Linked DNA regions of Zea mays: regions 1 and 2 are each linked to region 3. The links are chromatin contacts, called in public Hi-C maps. All regions are on one chromosome and are shown on one strand. The core of a region is the stretch at or near the end of the contact, and the rest is flanking DNA. Distances in the headings are between cores, read along the strand shown. Region 1 holds the start of LOC103648427 (DNA replication ATP-dependent helicase/nuclease JHS1). Region 2 holds the start of LOC109943965. Region 3 holds the start of LOC100276205.

The links. A called contact is a pair of places that touch in the nucleus more often than the background predicts.
Region 1: a Hi-C map of endosperm shows a contact between it and region 3, with 3 times the contacts expected there. The contact joins the promoter of LOC103648427 here to the promoter of LOC100276205 in region 3. A contact is called at or near these places in 2 of 25 Hi-C or Micro-C datasets (ear and endosperm).
Region 2: a Hi-C map of bundle sheath shows a contact between it and region 3, with 2.8 times the contacts expected there. The contact joins the promoter of LOC109943965 here to the promoter of LOC100276205 in region 3. A contact is called at or near these places in 3 of 25 Hi-C or Micro-C datasets (bundle sheath, endosperm and tassel).

Annotation. Positions count from the first base shown.
Region 1 is chr2:14,552,748-14,556,459 of Zm-B73-REFERENCE-NAM-5.0, forward strand. It overlaps LOC103648427 (DNA replication ATP-dependent helicase/nuclease JHS1), which reads right to left and starts at 1,702. Exons shown (of 34, transcript XM_020548161.1): 1 at 1,203-1,702; 2 at 991-1,122; 3 at 628-807; 4 at 469-534; 5 at 187-387; 6 at 36-89. The coding sequence starts at 1,463.
Region 2 is chr2:14,674,936-14,678,681 of Zm-B73-REFERENCE-NAM-5.0, forward strand. It overlaps LOC109943965, which reads left to right and starts at 1,668. Exons shown (of 2, transcript XM_020548170.3): 1 at 1,668-3,638. The coding sequence starts at 2,039. The coding sequence ends at 2,902.
Region 3 is chr2:15,034,983-15,039,117 of Zm-B73-REFERENCE-NAM-5.0, forward strand. It overlaps LOC100276205, which reads left to right and starts at 2,529. Exons shown (of 2, transcript NM_001371537.1): 1 at 2,529-2,946; 2 at 3,843-4,135. The coding sequence starts at 2,672. The coding sequence ends at 4,023.

The DNA.
Region 1 (3,712 bases), core at 452-2,951, 480 kb before region 3:
TTTATCTCACGCGTAAATGTAAAGAAGGCAGACACCTTAACAGGGTAGCGATCACATGATGAATCATCAGCTTTATGTTTTTCGGACACCTGAAAGGTAAAGTAACACACGAAAATTCTTATTTTTCACTATAGGAGAACTGTTTCACGTGAACTTAAACCAACAAGAGGAAGTTATAAGGTAAACCTCCAAGACAAGAAAACTATTGAAGGGTGGGACATGAATAGTTTTCTTGGATGGGATAGTTAAGTCAGTATCAGCAACAGGAGAACGGCTATTGTTGGTGATATCCTCATTCGTGGTTTGCCCTCCTTTATTTCCAGGATCAGCAGGCAATTCTTCTTCCATGATTGCATCCTCTACTTGGTCTAGAAGATCAAGTAATGCCTGCGATGAGAACAATTTGACTCTAAGCTGATTTTTTTCTGGAACTAGTACTCTAGTTCTTTGGAGATCGCATTTAGTCACCTTTTTGTGCTGCCCTGCTCCCGATGGTTCGGCACCTCCCTCAGAAGTTACACCACTGCTCACTTGCTGCTCAAGGAACAAGAAGGTTACCTATCAAAATGACTGGCACTCACATTTAGCTGACAACATGCACTATAACAAAGCGCATAACCAATGTACCTCGTTGCAGCCATAGGAAAGCGATGGTGGGGTCCGAAATGGACTCTGAGTATCCCCCACACCATCACAACCAACTATAGCAGATCCAAGAACTCCTGAATTACTTCCCAAAGTAGTACACCTTGACAAGCCCAATGGAGATGAATGCCACTTCTTCATAGCATCAAGGGAGGAATTTTTCTACCATGTCAATGACACATAAGAAACACAAATCAGAAACCATAAATGGATAATTTGATTTACCGCATCAACTGGCCGTACAATAACTCCAGCACATGCAATACGGAAATACAGGCTTCCTAATTGCACATAGCGCAAGCCCGTACTGGCCCATACTTGCGCAAAAGAAACGCATTAGTATACCTCGCTTGAGTACGGATGGGGCGCCATCCCCAGAAATTGCTTCGACTTCGTCGTACCAAGGCGATGGTTCACCGGCGAGATCTTCCAAGTCACCACCTCCGCGACCCCATCGTCCTGGCTCTGCTTAATCAACTGAACCGCAAGAACCCATAAGGTGAAAAAATATTCCACCCAAACTACAGCCAAAGCAGACGGCGGCTGCTAACGCTCACCATTCCGGGAGAAAATCTGACACGCTTCGGCGCCAGCGTCTTGGTAACCTCCGGCGAGACCTCCGAGGGCTCCTTCTCGGGCGGCGGCGGAGGAGGAGGGGGAGGCGCAGGGGGGTCGGGCTTCTGGCGCTTGGCGTTCTGGGAGGCCTGGGTCTGGCGCTCGAAGAAGTGGAGGATACCGAACTTGGCGGGCTGCGATGGCTGCGATGGCTGCGGCTTCTTTGAAGAGGCGGCGGCGGCGGCGCGCTTCTTCGGAGGCATTGGGGGTTAATGGGTAAGGGATGGGCCTATGGATTTGGGGCGGGTTCTCGGCGAGTACGGCGGCGGCGACGAAATGGGGGGTCGGAGGTCGGACTGGGGAGGGAATGGGAGAAGATAGGAATGGAGACGAATCGGCTGTGCACTGGGAACTGGGAAGCGGGCGGAGGTGGGGAGGAAATTGGAATTCCCGCGCGGAGCAATTTTGGCGGTGCGGAATGGCCTGGCTATCGGCTTTCGGAAAGGCAGAGGCTCCGAGAAGCTCGTATGATATCAAGTCGGCCCACCAAATATTGTTTCGGTGCATGGAAGCGGGTAGCCTACTTTGGGCCCATTTTACACTTCACGGCTCTTTGCTCCAATCGGTTCGAAGGCCCACGGCGCATCTTTGTCTTCCGTCTGGGCCCGGAGTAACGTTGCCGGCGATTCTTGCAGTGACGCTTGTGCATCGGCAATCAAACACAGTATTGGAGATTCTTGCAGCCACGGAGTCAGTTGGTCATTAAAGAGTTGGTTAGCTGGTCCATCTCGTAAAGTTAGTCAGCAGAGAGTTGATCAGTCGGTCCGTCTTACAGAGCTGGTCAGCGGAGTTGAGCACCAATTGGAGCATCGCTGGAGATGCCCTCGGCCCTCGGACGAGTTGGAAATGTGCTGCTTGTCCGGGGTTGGCATCGGGCGAGCCGTGACTGTGTCTCCGCACGAGATTGGCCTCGACGAATCGTAACTGCGTCTGTCGCCCGGGGGTTGGCCTTGGGTGAGTCATGATTGCGTCTCCCGCTCGGGGTTGGCCTCGTTCGAGTCGTGATTGCGTCTCCCGTCCGAAGTTGGTCTCGAGCGAGTCGTGAGTGCGTCTCGCCCAACGATGGCTTTGGACAAGTCTTGACTGCGTCTCCCACCCGGGGTAGCCTCTGGCGAGTCGTGACTGCGTCTCCAGTCCGAGGTTGGCCTCGATCGAGTCGTGACTTAGGTCTCTCATGCCTTGGTAAGGTTGGGAGTATGTTTGCTTATTACCCTTTCTTACTCAAGTGTCTAGACACTTTATGGTTGTGATCTGGGTACCCCTAATTACTATAGAGACCTCGGTGCCCATTCAGCATGTTGTGCGAATGTCCGGACGTGGCTTGATGGTGGTGCGTCCCGTCGTAACCGACGTGGATCAATAGCGCTGGCATTAGATCTTTTTGCCTCGCCGGGTTGCTCGACAGTGTTGGTCATCGGAGAGTTAGTCATTAGAAAGTTGGTCAGCTATTCCGCTTCACAGAGTTGGTCGGCGTAGTTGGTCGGTGGAGAGTTGGTCAGTCGGTCCGTCTTATATAGTTGGTCGGCGGAGTTAGGCACTTTCTATAGCATCGCTCGAGATGCCCTTGGGCGAGTCAGAAATGCACTGCTTATTCGAGATTGGCCTCGGGCGAGCCATGACTGAAAGAGAAATGTGCCCTTGGGCCATTTATATTTTGTTTTGGTGATTAAATGCTCAACACATTGTTTTGGACCATCGTCTTCTTGTATGAGCATAAGCACGGGTATATGAAAGGCAAATTGAGAAAAAAAAAGTGCATCTTGGTGTACATTACAAATCTTATTGCATTGAAGGAACAAGGTATGATTCTAGCACTTAATAAATTGTTTTAGATGCTAACTATATTTATCTAAGTGCTAGGAAATTTCTCAAGTTGAATCGATTTGGAGAAATTGTGTTTGGCTAAGTTTAGCCAAACTTGTGCCAGTATAGGGTGCACCAGACTGTCCCGTGTGCACCGGACAATATCCAGTGTCCATGCTGTCAGACGACGAACAAGCCGCTCTCAGGAATCAGCTAGGGTGTCGCGACTATAAATCATCGGACTGTCCGGTGTGCACCGTATTGTTTGGTGTGGCAGCCGAGTGTCTGGCCAGTGGTCGACTGCGTAATCTACACAGGACACGTCAGCCTGGCCAACGATCACTAGACTGCACCGGACTGTCTGGTGCGCCACCGGACTCTCCGGTGTGTGGAGTGACCAACGATCGGCAATCATCGGCTTCGCTAGGTGTTGGAGCGAAGGCCATCCACCCCCTCATTCGGTCTACTTTAAATATAAACTAAGCAGGTTACATTAGTCACAAGAGGCGAAGGGTACCTCAATCCACACTAAAGACAACTCCTCGATCGGAGAACTGACGAAGGCTTGGGGCGAAGGGACCAGCCGGCCAAAGCGGGGGCTCTTCAAGACTTCGCTTGCCACGACTCCGGGTACAAGTCTTGGCAAGAT
Region 2 (3,746 bases), core at 418-2,917, 360 kb before region 3:
TTGATTCTGTGATGCGAATGATATATAATGTGATGTGAATGATATATATCTTTTGTTTGTTTGGATGGAACAACAAAAACAAATAAAAAAGGGACATCCTGGTCACTTTGCCGAGTGTAACACTCGGCAAAGGTCGCTTTGCCGAGTGCTATGACCATGGCACTCGGCAAAGAAGGAAACCTGGGAACCGGTAAAGCCATCTTTGCCGAGTGCTGACCATGGCACTCGGCAAAGAAGGAAACCTGGGAACCGGCAAAGATGTCTTTGCCGAGTGCCGTTGCCAAGGCACTCGGCAAAGGGACTGGCAAAGGGGCCCACTGGAGGGTTCTTTGCCGAGTGCCAGTCCACCAGACACTCGGCAAAGAAACCTCCTTTGCCGAGTGCCTACTAGGGCTCTCGGCACAGAGACTGGCTGTGGGGTCCACTAGACCAGTCTTTGCCGAGTGTCGCCGTTGGCACTCGGTAAAGGATCCGTCACCGTCACTTGGCGCCGTGACGGTGACTTTTCTTTGCCGAGTGCCAAATGGCACTCGGCAAAGTCTTTGCCGAGTGCCCGACAAAAAGTACTCGGCAAAGAAGCTGTTGCCGATGTACAGTTCGCCGAGCGTTCTTTGCCGAGTGTTACACTCGGCAAAGGCTTTGCCGAGTGTAAAATAGCCTTTGCCGTGTGTTTAGAACACACGGCAAAGAAGCTGATTCCGGTAGTGTTGGTGGGAAGAAACCAGGTGAGATGTACGTGATTGCTGAGTGCTGACTCCGTCGGAGAAGAAACTCCGGCTAGTAGTGGGAAGCTTTCGATGGCCCGTGCTGTGTCGAGTGTGTGACCGAGCGGGCCCGTCACACCGTGTTTGTGTGGCGCTGCTGCTGCCGGGAATGCGGCAGATAAGGATTATTCTGCATTCTGTAACCCGAGGGCACGAGAAAGCTGCCCGGCGCAGCGTCGATCACGCTTCGTTTTCGCCGGGTCAATTGCAGGTGCAGGTGCAGGAAGGTTCGGCTCGGAAGTGGACCTGCGTCGTGGTCGTCGAGTTCTCCCGCCCGCGAGCTGGCTCGTCGACGGCCGGCGAGAGCTCGAGAACGCTGGAGACGATCGCTTCGCCTGGCCCGTCGCTTTGGGCGTCACGGACGACACGGACTCACGGAGTGCAGTGCAGTGGTACTGCTAAGCTCGCCCGTGGCCTGGTCAGCCGTACAGGATACGGCGCCGACGCGCCGTGCACAGCTCCCGTTGGATGCACAGGTTGCACGCTGTACGAGCCACTGCGTACAGTACATGGATCAGTAGTACTCCCTCCGGTTTCCTATTAGTTGTTGTTTAGGACAACGACACGGTCTCCAAAATATAACTTTGACCAATATTTTTTGTTAAAATACAAATGAACTCTTAATACATTTATACTTTTATAAAAGTACTTTTTATGATAAATTGGCGCATATAAATATTAGGTTCCAAAACTAAATAACAAAATAGTTATTTGTAGTAAAAAATTTATAAGTTTGACTCGAACCTTATCCAAAACGACAACTAATAGGAAACCGGAGGGAGTACTAAGCAATAAGCATACATGGATTTACAGGGTGCTTAGCATACGGATAGATCCGGACTTGCATTAGCCAAGCGTGCAGTGCAGCGCATCCATCCCACGCGGGCGGAGCACGCGTGCACGCGCTGCCGCCATCGGGACACGAAAACCTAGTGCTGCTGCCCGTACTGGTTTGCATGCGGGGTCTGAGCACGGTTACTGAAACGAAACCAGCTCGTTTACCGCAAACCATCTCTTCCTTTCTTGCACGCACGCACGCACGCCTTCTCACGTGATCCAGCCATATTTTAAACACCGTCCTCGAGCGAGGAATCGAAATTTCCAATCGCGCTGCAGTGCACAGAGGAGAGAGAGCCGGTCGCAGAGAAGATACTCCTACCCTACCCTTCCACCACTGGAGGAGGAGCTGACTACGCAGACACCAGACAGCCTCGAGTAACGAAAAGGGACAGAGCTCGTTTAATGGTCACGGCAGCGGCAAGGGGAGATCGACGATGAGGTGCGCCAGGCACCCGTACGAGGGCGGCGTCGGCGTCTGCGCGCCGTGCCTCCGCGACCGCCTGCTCGCGCTCGCCGCCGCGCAGAACGCGGCGTCCTCGCTGCCCCCGCCCCCGCCCCCGCCGGAGGAGCAGGAGCCCGAGCCGGTGTTCCCGAGGTCGGTGTCGCCGTACGTGTGCCGCCGCAAGTCCGACGCGTCGGCGCCGCGGGGGCGCCCACCGGGCAGCCTGCTCTTCTTCCGGACGCCGCAGGTCGGCCCCGCGTACGGCGCCGGATCAGGAGCCGGGTTCGAGGACGGAGACATCGGGTTCCGGAGGCGGCGCGGCAGGTTCTCCGTGCTCGCCGCGCTCTTCGGCCAGAGGTCGGAGGACGACAAACGCCGCGACAAGGAGGGGGCGAAGTACAGGTCCTCGTGGTGGCTCGCGGGGATCGTGCCGCGCTCCCGCCGTAGTGGGAGGAAGGACAGAGAGGCCGGTTTGCCGCCGCCATCCCCGCCGCGGCGCTCGTGCCGCGGGATCAGCGGCCGGGGGCTCTCGCCTGTGAGGTACACCGACGGAGACGGCGAGGAGTGCACTTCCCCAGCGGAGTCGCTGTGGCTGCCTTCGCCGTCGCCGATGCGGAAAACCCCGTGCCGCCGCCGCTCGGGACTGGGAGCGCCCGGGGCCGGTGTCTCGGGGTTCTCGATGTGCATCAGCCCGCTCGTGCGGCCCAGCATGGCGAGGCACCTCCGTGGCGGCCACCCGCCGGACGCGATCGTCTCCGGCGATCTCCGCCCGTCGCCACTCCACCCGCTCACGTCCAGCGCCTCGCTCCACCATTGCCGCTCCTGGAAGCTCGCCGATGGTGGCCGCTTCCGGTGAATTCATCGTCTCCCTGTCACTGTGACTGACCCCTGTAAACATAAACTTCTCTCTCACCGTTCTCCCACTTGTTCAGTCCATTTTCACCCCCAAAATCTTACACGACCATTACATTTCGGGGGTTTTATCCTTCTTTTCTTTCTCTCCCTTTTCATTTTACCTTGACATGAAAGCTATGGGAAAAAGCATTTAGGCCTCGCAAACTGTTCCACTGACACGTGGGCGCCGACATTTCTAACGGTGCCGTTTGTCAGCGGAACATGTTGCAACGCTGTAGAAAGGAAGAAGCTCCCCGTACCCAGTGTTTTCGTGCTCGAATTCTTGTTGCGTTCTGAGATTCTCCGATCAAGTAGCAACAATGCCCGTCTTTATCCAGTCCCACCGGCGGCAAGGGCTTGTGGTCCGAGGTGGAGTCGACGAGCGTTGTACGGCTTCGGATCGCGCGCGTACTCTGGTTTGCGCGTGAGCGGGCTTTCTTTGCGCGCCAAATTCACCGCGATCGACGGTGCCCAAACCGTCGTCGTGAAATTCAGCGCCGTCGCCTCGCCGCCGCTGCTGCTTGAGATGCCAAGCCAGACGATCCGGCCGGATGTGGCATCGCTGGTGCCGGCGGACATCTACATCCCGTCGAGCCACTCCCTATCGCCGACATCGCGGAGGAGCTCGGGCTCCGGCCAGAGCACTGTCACCACTACTGCAAATACAAGGCCAAGATATGTTTCTCCATTTTTCTTGAGTAAGCTCTCGCCTCTCTGCAGAACTCCTTAATTGCTGCATGATCTGAAAACGTCAGATCTTGACCGAAAAAAAGAGAGAGAAAGCAGTCATCAGACGTCAGGTGTTT
Region 3 (4,135 bases), core at 1,279-3,778:
ATCCAGTACCGATCAAGTTCCTCGTCGACGGTGCCGTTCGAGGGACTGCACTTCGTACATCTGCCTGCGTCGACTGTGTACGACTACATCGAACATACACACGAGATGTCACGTCTGAATGGAGCCACTGATGCCTTGAGCATAGGTCCCTCCGCATGGTACAATCTGTTCTTTGTATTTGTGCATATTTTATTGTTGTTTACTGCTTATGTGAGTAGTGATACACATATGCACATACATGTCGTCACATACATCGTTGTGATCTTCTGAATTAAATTAAATTTGAAAATGTCTATTTCTCTAACAATCCAAAAACCTGATATTAGACATTTTTCTGTTAGTGGTTTTGCTGTTGCGTTAAAACCAAGTGAACCTTTTGATGGGACATTTTACAAGAGGTGGCGTGGTAAGATGATACTGTGGTTGACTGCAATGAACTGCTATCACGCCGCACATGGGAAACCCGAACAGTTCACTCCTGAGGAGGAGAAAATATTCGACGTTGCCGATAACCTGTTTCGAGGCACCGTGATTGGCGCTCTTGCCAACAAGTATGTTGATTCTTATCTAACGTGCACATCTGCAAAAGAGTTATGTGACGCATTAGATGAGAAGTTCGGTATTTCTGATGTTGGTAGCGAGTTGTACATCATGGAGCAGTTGTTTGACTACAAGATGGTAGAGAATCGTCCTATAGTTGAACAACCTCATGAAATACAGGCACTGGCTAAGGAACTCGAATAGTTCCCATGTCTTGCCTGACAAGTTTGTGCCTGGCGGTATTATTGCTAAGTTGGCACCTTATTGGACGGATTTTGCTATCGTTCTAAAACATAAGAGACAAGAGTTTAGCGTGTCTGAGCTTATTGGGTCTCTTGATGTTGAGGAGATGGCGAGAGCAAAAGGCACTTGTGTAAAAGGAGTTGAGACTTCTAGTGCCAATATGGTACAAAAGAAGAACTCCAATGTGTCACATAATAATAAAAGAAAGAACAAGCAACAGAATGCCACGAAACCCAAGCATACAACCTCGTTTAAAAAGAAGAATAAAGGAGCTGGTTGCTTTGTTTGCGGGAGTACTAATCACTGGGCAAGCGCTTGTCCAGACCGCAAAATCAAGCAAGAGAAAAAATCAGTTCAAGAGAAGAAAACATCAAATATGGTTGTTAGCGAGACCTCAAAAGGAACATCGAGGTATGATAATCTTTTACGTACTGTTCTTTCGGTGTGTTAGTCCCCTGAGTGGTGGGCTGACACTGGTTCTAACATTCATGTGTGTGCTGATATTTCTTTGTCTTCTTCTTGTCAGTGCAATGGAGCTAGAGCCTTGCTGATGGGGAACGAATCAAATGTGCGTGTTCTTGGTGTTGGTACAATCATTCTGAAGTTTACTTCGGAAAAGACGGTGCTATTGAAGAGCGTGCAACATGTCCTCTTCATAAAAAGAATCTTGTTAGTGGCTCGTTGCTATGTCGAAATGACAATAAACTTGTGTTTGAGTCGAAAAACCGACTCATAACCTAATTTTTGCCTTCTACAAACTTAACCCGGCGTTTAAACAGGAATAGACTGATTAGACCATGTTAAACGACTCATATCCTAACTTTGATCTAATCCGAACTTGACCCATTGTTTGAACAACTATAGATCGATCCGCACCTCTGCGTCGCAGATGGAGGTGGTAGCTAGGACAACAACTAATATGCAATCAGACCTTATATGCAAGTGTGCAAGTGAACATGTTGGTTTGTTAGATCATGATTCAAAATTTCAACCGTAGATATAATCATGGTTTGTTAGGGGATTTTTTATAAATCTACATAAATCGGTGGTGGAAAGGTTTAAATGTTAAATATGATATATGGTTGGATCATGAACTAAGGTAGTGTTTGGTTGAGGAGCCAAATAGAACGGAGCCGTTCTATCCCTGATTCTAGGAACGGAGCCGCTCTGTTCTGTGTTTGGTAATCTGGAACGGAGCGGTTCTGTTTTTTGTCTCGCTTGCATGACTTATATAAGATCTGATTGTATAAGAACCGAAGAACCCAGTGCAACGCGTAAACCCGCAAAGTGTATAAAAGCCATATAATCACACTGTCAAGTCGGCCCGAACCCAGTTGTCCCCACTGAACAGTTACAGAAGTTCCACACGAGCGTCGAACCTCGATACGGGACCGGGCCTAAAACAAAACCCAGGCGCCCGAGCGACCGGGCCCAATCCCCAGGCGAAAAAGAACGTCCGAGAAAAACAGAAGGGATAAAAAAAAGGCCCGGAAGGCGGAGGAGGCTTGCTGCCTTCCTCTGCTCGTCCCTCGTCGTGATCGTGGTCGTGGAGCAAAGCAACCCTGGGAGCCGAGCCGTGCCGAGGTGGTCCCGCGAGGCAACGAATCCCACTAACCAACACTGCCAGGTGGGCCACGCACTGGGGCCGCCTGGACCCACCACCCACCCCCTCTCGACGCTCACTTCATAAAACCACTCCACCTCCTGTCTCCCCTTTAAACACACCGATACAGCACACCGTCCATCTCTCCCCTCCCCCTCGCACCGCCGCGCGGACACGAACACGCGAGCCACCGAACGGGTCCGGGCCCGATCGCACCGACCAGCCGCGCCCGCGGGGCGGGGAGGTGGATCCAGTCCAGGGGTGGGCTCCTCTTCACCGCCGCCGATGGACTTGGGCCTCAGCGTCGCGGGTAGGACCGGCAGCGGAGGAGGAAGAGGGGGCTGGAGAGGGAGCGGGGGCGGCGCGTCCGCGGCGGCGTGGACCCGGCTCGTCAGCTCTGGCGTGGAGGACGAGCTGGTGGCCGCGTCGGGAGGAGGAGGAGGAGGAGGTGGTGGACGCGCTGGGGCGAGAGCCGGAGGCCTGCCGCTGGGCCACTTTTTGGAGGCCTGCTTCCTCTGCCGGAAGCCCCTCCCCAGCAACCGCGACATATTTATGTACAGGTTCGCCACTCTGCCGCCGCCATGGCTACGGCTACCGCTAGCGCTAGCGCTACCGCTACCTGGCCCTGTGCCGCTCGTCTTGCTTTACGCTCTCTGTTGGGAGGGATGGTTTTGGGAATTTCTGCGGCGGGTCCCGTGGTATGGACGTTTCCGACGTCTTTGGAAGGTGTATTTTCCCTTGGAAGAGCAGGGAATTTGACTGCCGAATCGTCTGCCGGAAAAAGTGGGAGGCGGACGTATTATTTCTCATAACTTTCCTTTTCTTCCGCGGTTTAGTTCGAACGTCCAGGCCAGATTAAAAAGAAAAGTATACTAGTGGCACGAAAAAATTGGTGAGAGCTGAGAGCTCCTTTTCCTCTTTCCGATGTGGTGTTGGTGGGATGGTTTTGTCGCCCTTGATGTGTTTGTTCAGGTTGCTTTTGCGCGTGAATCAATTAAATTCCTGGGACCCTAAATTGGTGCGCTTATTTATGGCCATGCCGTGAGCTCCTGCCAATTTACCACGGAATACCCTCTCTCGTTTGTTCTTTTATATATGGAAGTTGGTAATCGGAAAAAAGCTTCGCTGCTAAGCACGGGAGCTTTATTGGTTTGGTACCTGTGAGGCGGTAAGGCAGTAGTATAGTATTCCTGAATGACGCGTTGTGGCTATCGCCAGTTCCATGAATATGTGGGCATGTTGAAGCTACTCTGCCATGGGTCTCGTATACCCCTTTTTAATTTCATCTATAACACTGATTCAATGGTTTTGTTGCACGAGTACAAGTGGTGCACATTTTTCTCTTTTCAAAAAAAGGTGGTGCAGGCATCCAAAGATATCTATTCATGACATCCCAATTCCCAAGCCTGTTAATCTGGATTAATCTTATATGGGTGCCCCTGTGTCTCTTGTGCAGAGGTGACATCCCGTTCTGCACCGAGGATTGCAGGAGGGAGCAGATCGAAATGGACGAGGAGATGGAGCGGAAGGAGAGCAAACCCAAGAACGTGGCGCCGAGAGGAGCTCCATCCCCCAAGGACGTGGACTCCCCGCCGAGGCCTCCCAAGGCCCGGGCCGGGTCAATCCTTGCCGGCTAACACCGTGAAGAAGAAAAAAAAAAGCTCACAAACGAGCTCTCACGTATGCGCGCTCCCCCTCCCCAAAACCAAGAGATCAGACCCCCTCTTACCACCACGAACTACCACCGCT